2 separate regions of the Rattus norvegicus genome follow, and region 1 is linked to region 2. Evidence: chromatin contacts called from public Hi-C data. All regions are on one chromosome and are shown on one strand. The core of a region is the stretch at or near the end of the contact, and the rest is flanking DNA. Distances in the headings are between cores, read along the strand shown. Region 1 has its middle 160 kb from the start of Pdzrn3. Region 2 holds the start of Pdzrn3 (PDZ domain containing RING finger 3).

Evidence for each region. A called contact is a pair of places that touch in the nucleus more often than the background predicts.
Region 1: a contact with region 2 is called in a Hi-C map of the A7r5 cell line, with 2.8 times the contacts expected there. The contact joins the enhancer-like site here to the promoter of Pdzrn3 in region 2. A contact is called at or near these places in 8 of 12 Hi-C or Micro-C datasets (the A7r5 cell line, Schwann cells, frontal cortex and 5 more) and 1 of 1 datasets of contacts at active chromatin or transcription factors (oligodendrocytes).

What each region holds. Positions count from the first base shown.
Region 1 is chr4:135,714,187-135,717,864 of GRCr8, forward strand. No RefSeq gene overlaps it. Among named protein-coding and RNA genes, the nearest start is that of Pdzrn3, 160 kb to the left of the region's middle. Within about 2 kb of position 1,850, at least 15 of the 93 cell types and tissues checked have an H3K27ac peak or open chromatin away from gene starts, as enhancers often do. A contact at or near this core is called in the A7r5 cell line, where this site is marked.
Region 2 is chr4:135,551,445-135,554,764 of GRCr8, forward strand. Pdzrn3 (PDZ domain containing RING finger 3) reads right to left here and starts at 1,850. Exons shown (of 10, transcript NM_001271251.1): 1 at 1,124-1,850. The coding sequence starts at 1,846.

The sequences.
Region 1 (3,678 bases), core at 600-3,099, 160 kb after region 2:
TTATTCTTAGTTCGCTTCTCATCATACACCCAGTCATAACAACATGAAAAGTAAGGAATACTATCCAAAGCGGCTCAAGAGCTTGTTCGATGAAATCGTGTTAAGAAAAAGACAGACCTGGTTGGTAGTGACGCACACCTTTGATACCAACACTGGTGAGACAGGGGCAGGAGGACCGCTGCGTTTAAGACCATCATGATCTACAGAGCGAGTTCCAGGACAGTCGGGGTTACACAGGGAAAGCCTGTTTCAAAAACCAGAATAAAAAGCCAAACAAAAACAACACAACAGAACCAAACAAAGAATCAGACACAAACTCAAACTAATTTAAAAGATGGCAAAGGATTTGAGCGGACATTTCTCCAACAGGGGTACAGAAATTGCCACCAGTTCTGTGAAGAGACACTCGCGACCACGACTCACCAGGGAAAGAGGTCAAAAACTCAATATGATTTTGTTTTTAACCTCTTAGGATGGTTTTTAAACAAACAATAGGCAAAACAAAAGATAATTAGGATTGGTGTGGATGTGGAGAAATGTGTTGGTGGAATGTAACATTGATCTCCTACCATGGAAAAGCATATAGAATAATGTTATTTAATCCAACATTTCTCCTGGGAATTTTCTCAAAGAATCCAAAATAAGATCTGAACAGTCAAATCAGTACTCATATTGATCATCCTTCACAACAGCCATGATAATGAAGAAACCAACGGAATGCCCACCCAAAGGAGAATGGATAAGATGTGGACCATGATAGAATAGAATATTATTCTGTTCTAAACAAGAAGGAACACTTCCCTCATGGACCAATACCAATGAAGCACCTGACATGCTGTGTTTAAAAAGTTGGTTAGCACCCATCGTGTGACTATTCAAACACACGGACACAGAGAGCAGAATTGGTGGTTGTTGGTGCTGAGGGAGAGGAGAAGTTTTTATTCAGCGGGTATAACATTCAGTTACAAATGATGACTGAGTCCTAGAGGCTTAGCCTATTACTGACAATAGTGTATAGTGTAGTACTTAAATATTCCCTAAAGAGCCGAGCTCTCGTGTCCTCATCATTTTATTTTCTTAATGAAGATGGGATACTAGGAACCTGAAGATGATCTCCTCTGTGAGACTAGTCATTCTTCCCAGCTCTGCCATGTGTTAGTCAGTTTGTGGTAGACCATGACCAGCATCAACCAGACGTTTCCTGTGTTTGTCAAGTCTTGTGCTAGGTACGCAAGGATTACAGCTCATGCAATCTCAAATTGATCCTCATAGACACTGGTAAATATGGGATTTCCCGATTTCACTAATGAGGAAATGGAGCCTTAAATTGTCAGGCAACATGACCAAGGTGCAAAGCTAAGTCACAGCAGCACATGGCAGGATGCCAGCTACACCCTCCTTTTCCTTTAGCCGTTTTTAAAGAAAGCCTAGAGGCCAACTCCCTTCCCTCACGTTCCTAACAAAGATGACGAAGAAAGATGGCGTCCCAAGCAGGTGAGCATTTGGCCTGGCTGGGGCTCTCCTCTATCAAATTGTATGAGGTGTTGTTACATGAATAATTGGCCATCTGGGAGGAAAAAGGACGCTCTGAACCCTAGATTGTTGGAGGCTGATATGTGCTCCTTTGGTCTCTCTTGGTAACTCTTGACCAGGAAGTATCTTGCATCTCTGTGCACTTTTTATTTCAGACTGATTACTGCTACAATGATCTGGGTTAGGAATGTTAGAGGATTCTGGCCCCTTGAGCATTTGTGAGGAAATAAAAAGCAAAGCTGATTCTCTCTACTCTAGCCTAAATAAAACCGCATGATGAGCTCAGCCTGCAGTCTGCACCCTCCCCCACTATCCCTACCTCAACTCTTATGAAAGACCAGCCATTCTTGGAACACCGATTACAACAGAGCTTCTTGCCTGACAATCCTGCTCCCTACCAAAAGAAAAAAATCTTTATAGTCATCACTATGTGCTGTGTTCTGCCTCTAACTGTCTTCAAAGGTCTTGAAACCCCAAATGTACTTCCTTCCACTAAGCCTGTTCTGTTGAAAACTTTGAAAATGTGTGGATTCTCAGAAATGTAATCGGGATGATTGGGACTCTCTGCCCATCAATGTTCTGTTTTGCAAGAGTCAATTGATGTCAAGTAAGTCATTCGCTTTTCTCCCTTTTCTTCCCAAGTCTTTTTTATCTTGGAACCAGGAAGTTGCATTTTGCCAGGAGACGATGAACTGTAACCACAGAAAGTTGGAGGCGGGTTCAAAGCCCAAAATTCATGAGGCTTGAATGCTTTAACTTCGGCAGAAAGCATTTGCTGCTCTCTCATTTGGGAGGAACGCATCAGTAGAGAGTGAGGTGGATAAGGATGTGACAGGGCCAGCTGTGTTATTGGTGACGTGGCCAGTGGGCTGTCTTGTGAGTCCTGTGAGGTATGTGTGAGGGAAAGCAGCCTTGTTCTGGAAGGTTGTGAGCAGGACTGGAAGAAAGCTAGATTTTCATTTTCCACTCAGACAATGTTGTGGAAAGAATGAGTCTCTCTGATCCTTGTTCCTGTGCCCAGAATAAAGGGGTCACTATTAATTCCTTCATTCTGTTTGAATAAGAAGAGCTAACAATGCTCAAAACAGTGACCTAGCGATGTCTCACAGTCCCCTTTCTTTTCCTGACAAACTCTCTTGCCCCTCAGCTTTTATCTTTCCACATTACAGAGAGGCTCACAGGCTCTGAATGTATTGTGGTCTTTCATCTTTCTCAATACATGTCCATGATGTGTCTTTCTACAGCCTTTACCTTTCCTGTCAGGATACTTGGGTACTTCAAAATTCCCTGAATGATGACATGGATTATATATACAATTTTCTTCAATGCTGCTGTAAAGAGTTTGTCACCCTTCTTGTGTTACTTCTCTATTTTTTGTTGGTTTTCATGTGTGTGGGATGTGCTTACAAGGGTATATGCATTTTGGCACATGTGTAGGAACATGTCTCTGGTTTATGTACACATAATATGCATGTACATGTGTGTGTATTGTCCTCCACTTTAGTAACCAAGACAGGGTCTTTTAATGAGCCTTTAGCTATCAATTCTGGTTAGTTTGGCTAGCCACCTTGTCTCAGAGATCTTCTGTCTTTGCCTTCCAAGTGCTGGGATTAAAGGCAGTTGCTGTACTGCTTGCCTTTTACCTGAGTTCAGATCCTCACACTTGTGTAAGCGAGCGATTTATCCAATGAGACACCTCCCTAGTCTACCCCCTGCCCTCCATATATCTGTCTAACAGCACATTCCAAATTAATCACAGACTCCCAGGAATTGAACGATCCTTCTGATAACCTTGTTCAATAGAACTCAGACATGGTAGAAATTCTTACATCTATTCTTTCTATTATGGCCATCAGTAGACACATTGGGCTGTGATCAAACACTTGAAATGTGGCCACTGTACCCGAAGAATGAATAAGAATGAAAGAATAAGGCTTGTGACTCCTATACTAAGGAGCACAATGTGAGACTGTCCCTCCTTGAGGCATTGCTGTCTATGCTTGGCAGTGCCTAGCATGTATACGGAGACTCAGTTAATATTTACTTCATTCAACTGCTGGATTTATGTTTGTATAATAAGGCTACCAGAAAGGGAGTAGTAACTTCAGCCATTTCATCTTTACTGTATAAAACAGGTAGAAAACA
Region 2 (3,320 bases), core at 600-3,099:
CCCCTGGTCAGCAGGGCAGCGGAGTGGTACAGGAGTGGTTTCAGGTAATTGCAGGTACTCTCAGTCCAGCACTGTGCCAGACCATTTTCTACATCCTCACCTTGATGGAAATAACATCATTTTACACTAGAGGTAAACCGAAGCACCTGTGGAGGCTAAGCCACAAGTCACTCAGCTGGTTACTAAAAGGCGGAGATGTTCTAATTCCAGGAGACTACCACTTAATTATTACTTTCCAGTTATTGGAGCAAGTGGGTCATTGGGTTCTTTCTCAATTGCCCAAATGAGTACTCCTATGGTGCCTGGCTGTGTTTTCCTGCTTTAAGTCTTTAGGAACCAGAGTCTCCAACTTTAGAGGGGTTAAGCTACTTACTCAAGGTCAGCCAGTGAGCTGGCAGGAAAGTGCACGTTTGAATCCAGCCTTTACACTAGGGCCTCTCTCCTGGCATCCCTTTCAAGCCGCACCATAACGACTCTGCCGCCCCCATCCTCCACCCACGCCCTTTGGATCGCAGCAGATCCATGGATCCAGGTCACCACATGCAGTGCCTCATCCACAAGGACCATGGCTCTGATCTTGAGCCAAGATGAGCAGCTTCCCGGATCTCAGGCTGGTGTGCAGGGCAAAGCCTTTCAACACATCTGTGACTCTGGAGCCACGTTCTCTCTTCCTACCCTACACTTGGTTGTGGGTTCCTTTCAGTGTTCGTAGACACGCTCCGGTCCCCCCAAATTACTGTAGCTTCAGTTCACCCTCTATGTCTTGCCTTTGGGGGTCATACTTCTTAGCTGGGATAAGTTAAGTAATCCGCACGGAGTGATGCAGCTGGCAAACATTGCTAACAAGAGGAGGCCAGAGATGCACCCAGGAAGACCCTGGCATCCCTATACTCATCGGACCTGGGTGGGACTCTGGGCCAGCTAAGGAGGGAGGAGAAAGGGAGGGAGAGACGGAGAGAGGGGGAGAGGGAAAGGAAGAGACAAAGACACACACAGACACACACAGACACAGACACAGACACAGAGAGAGAGAGAGAGAGAGAGAGAGAGAGAGAGAGAGAGAGAGAGAGAGAGAGAGAGAGAGAGAGAGAGAGAGTGTGAGTGTGAGTGTGAGTCAGCCTACCTTGCCGCCTGGCGGCGCGGCCACGCAGCGGCTGAGCGAGTCGAGGCGCGCGCTGTACTCGGTGAACTTCTTCTGGTAGCGCAGTGCGGTCATCTGCAGTTCGAGCTGCGCGGCGGCCAGCTGCGCCACCAGCGACTTCTCCCGCTTGCCAGCCCGCAGCGCCTCCTTCTTGAGCGCCTTGTGCAGCGCGCCCAGGCGGGCCTGCAGCGCGCCGTTGTGCGCCCGCAAAGCCCGCGCGCAACAGTGGCCGCCCGCCCGCTGCTCTCCGTGAGTCAGCGGCAGCCCGCAGCCCTCCTGGCAGCGACCCACGGGCCGCGCATCGCAGGCGTCGCGCATGTGGGCCTCCACGTCGCGTCGCAGCAGCAGCTGGCCGCAGCCCGCGTGGCGGCAGCGCGCGGGCGCGAAGTCACAGCGCTCCAGGTGCTCGGGCAAGTCCTGCAACTTGACCACCCGGCCGCAGCCCCGTGCCGCGTGCGCGCACTTGATGTCCAACTTGAGGATGAGACGCTTGAGTGGGAGGACGTGGTTGAGCTCCTTGGCCGATAGGCGACCGCGACAACGCGAGGGGCAGCTGCCCTCCTGCACTACCCAAGGCAGCACACAGCCGGCACAGAATACGTGGCCGCACGGGGTGGTCAGCGGGTCCTCCAGTACCTTGTGGCACAGGGCGCACTTCAGATCAGGGTCCACTTCACCGTCGAAGCGGTCCAACTCGAAACCCATGGTGGCGGCCGGGGCCCGGTGTCGCCGCCGGGCGACCGGCCGCCCCCTCCCTCCCTCCCTGCGAGGCGGCCCAGACACGCCGGCTTTGCCGCCCGCTCTCTAGCTAGCTCTCCCAGGACTGAGCCTAATTGCTCCCGACTTCCTCGGAAAATGCCCGAGGAATAGGACTCCTCCGGCCGTATTGGCTCGAGCGCAAGCGCACTCACATCTTGCCTCCGGTGCCTCGCCACTCTCCTTTTGCCAAAGGGAGGAGGCCTCGAAGCAGAAGAGGCTGAGGGGACCACAAAACAAGGAGTCTTGCCGGAGACCAGAGATGAGCCCCCTCTTAGGGGTCTTCTCTCTGCTTTCTTGGATGATTCTCTAAAAGACAAAATACGCCAGCAGAGCGCATCTCCGTCCGTTTGGAGCTGCGTCTGTGGCTCTAGCTCAAAGAAGTTTCCTGCCACATCAGGACTTTTCATCCCCACCTCCTTCTTTCTCCAGTCTGCCTTTTAGAGAGGAAAATATCTAAGGCCCTGCTATCTCTGTATTTACGGTCGTTATTTATTTATTTCGCTCCGGGGAAAGTTACAGCCGCTGCTGGACGCTGTGGCTGAAACTTTGGTCGCAACTAGGAGATCTGCGAAAAGGCGAATTTGCAAGAATTAGATCTCCCCTCCAGCTGTCTGTATGGGACAGGCCAGAGAAGTGGCTGGATCCACTTCTTTCACCTCTCTAAAGAGAGCATTACAGTACTGCAAGCGTTTTGCTGAGAACTCCCAAACTGGTCCCTTTAAAAACCAGCGCTACAATGTTGCCAGAGCGCATTTAGCTCCATTTGAAAACTATTGCCCTAGATTATTGGAGCCTTTACTCTGGCAGTTGGAGAGCTGGGGGCGCTTAAAGCTTCAAGTCCCTGTAGCGACGCCTACCCCACCCAACTCGCCAACTGCATCCCTTCAGTTTGTTTTTGTTGTTGTTTTGTTTTCCTTAAGTGCTTTTATATGTGTTTGTTTGTTTGTTGTTTTATCTCTATTTTCCCACTGGAGAAGTTCAAAGAATCACAGCAGACAGGCTCCTTTGAGAATTGTGTGTTGCAGATTGTGAGTTAGTGGTCCACATGGAGCCTGAGTGTCCACGTTGAGAAAGAACCTACCAGCCGGGGAGAAGCCGCTATTCTACAGACACCCTGCGTTTTAACCCATTCTTGCCATCCGGAACTCGGGACCGGTCTCTTCTACTCCAGAGCAGCTTTTCAAGCATAGAAGCAAGCTTGGCGTTGTGTTGAAACACCACTTTTGGGATTCCAGTCTAAGTGGAAAGTTCATAATATTACCCATGTATTTGGTAGTTTTTTTTTGTTTTTGTTTCACTACCACCCAAGGCTGTAGACATTCCTAAGAAACACGCAGTCAGTCAGGCAGGCCGTCCTAGTGAGAGTAAAGTCAAGTTCTGGAATTCTCATTCGGACTCTGCTGCCAGATTCTCGAGAGAA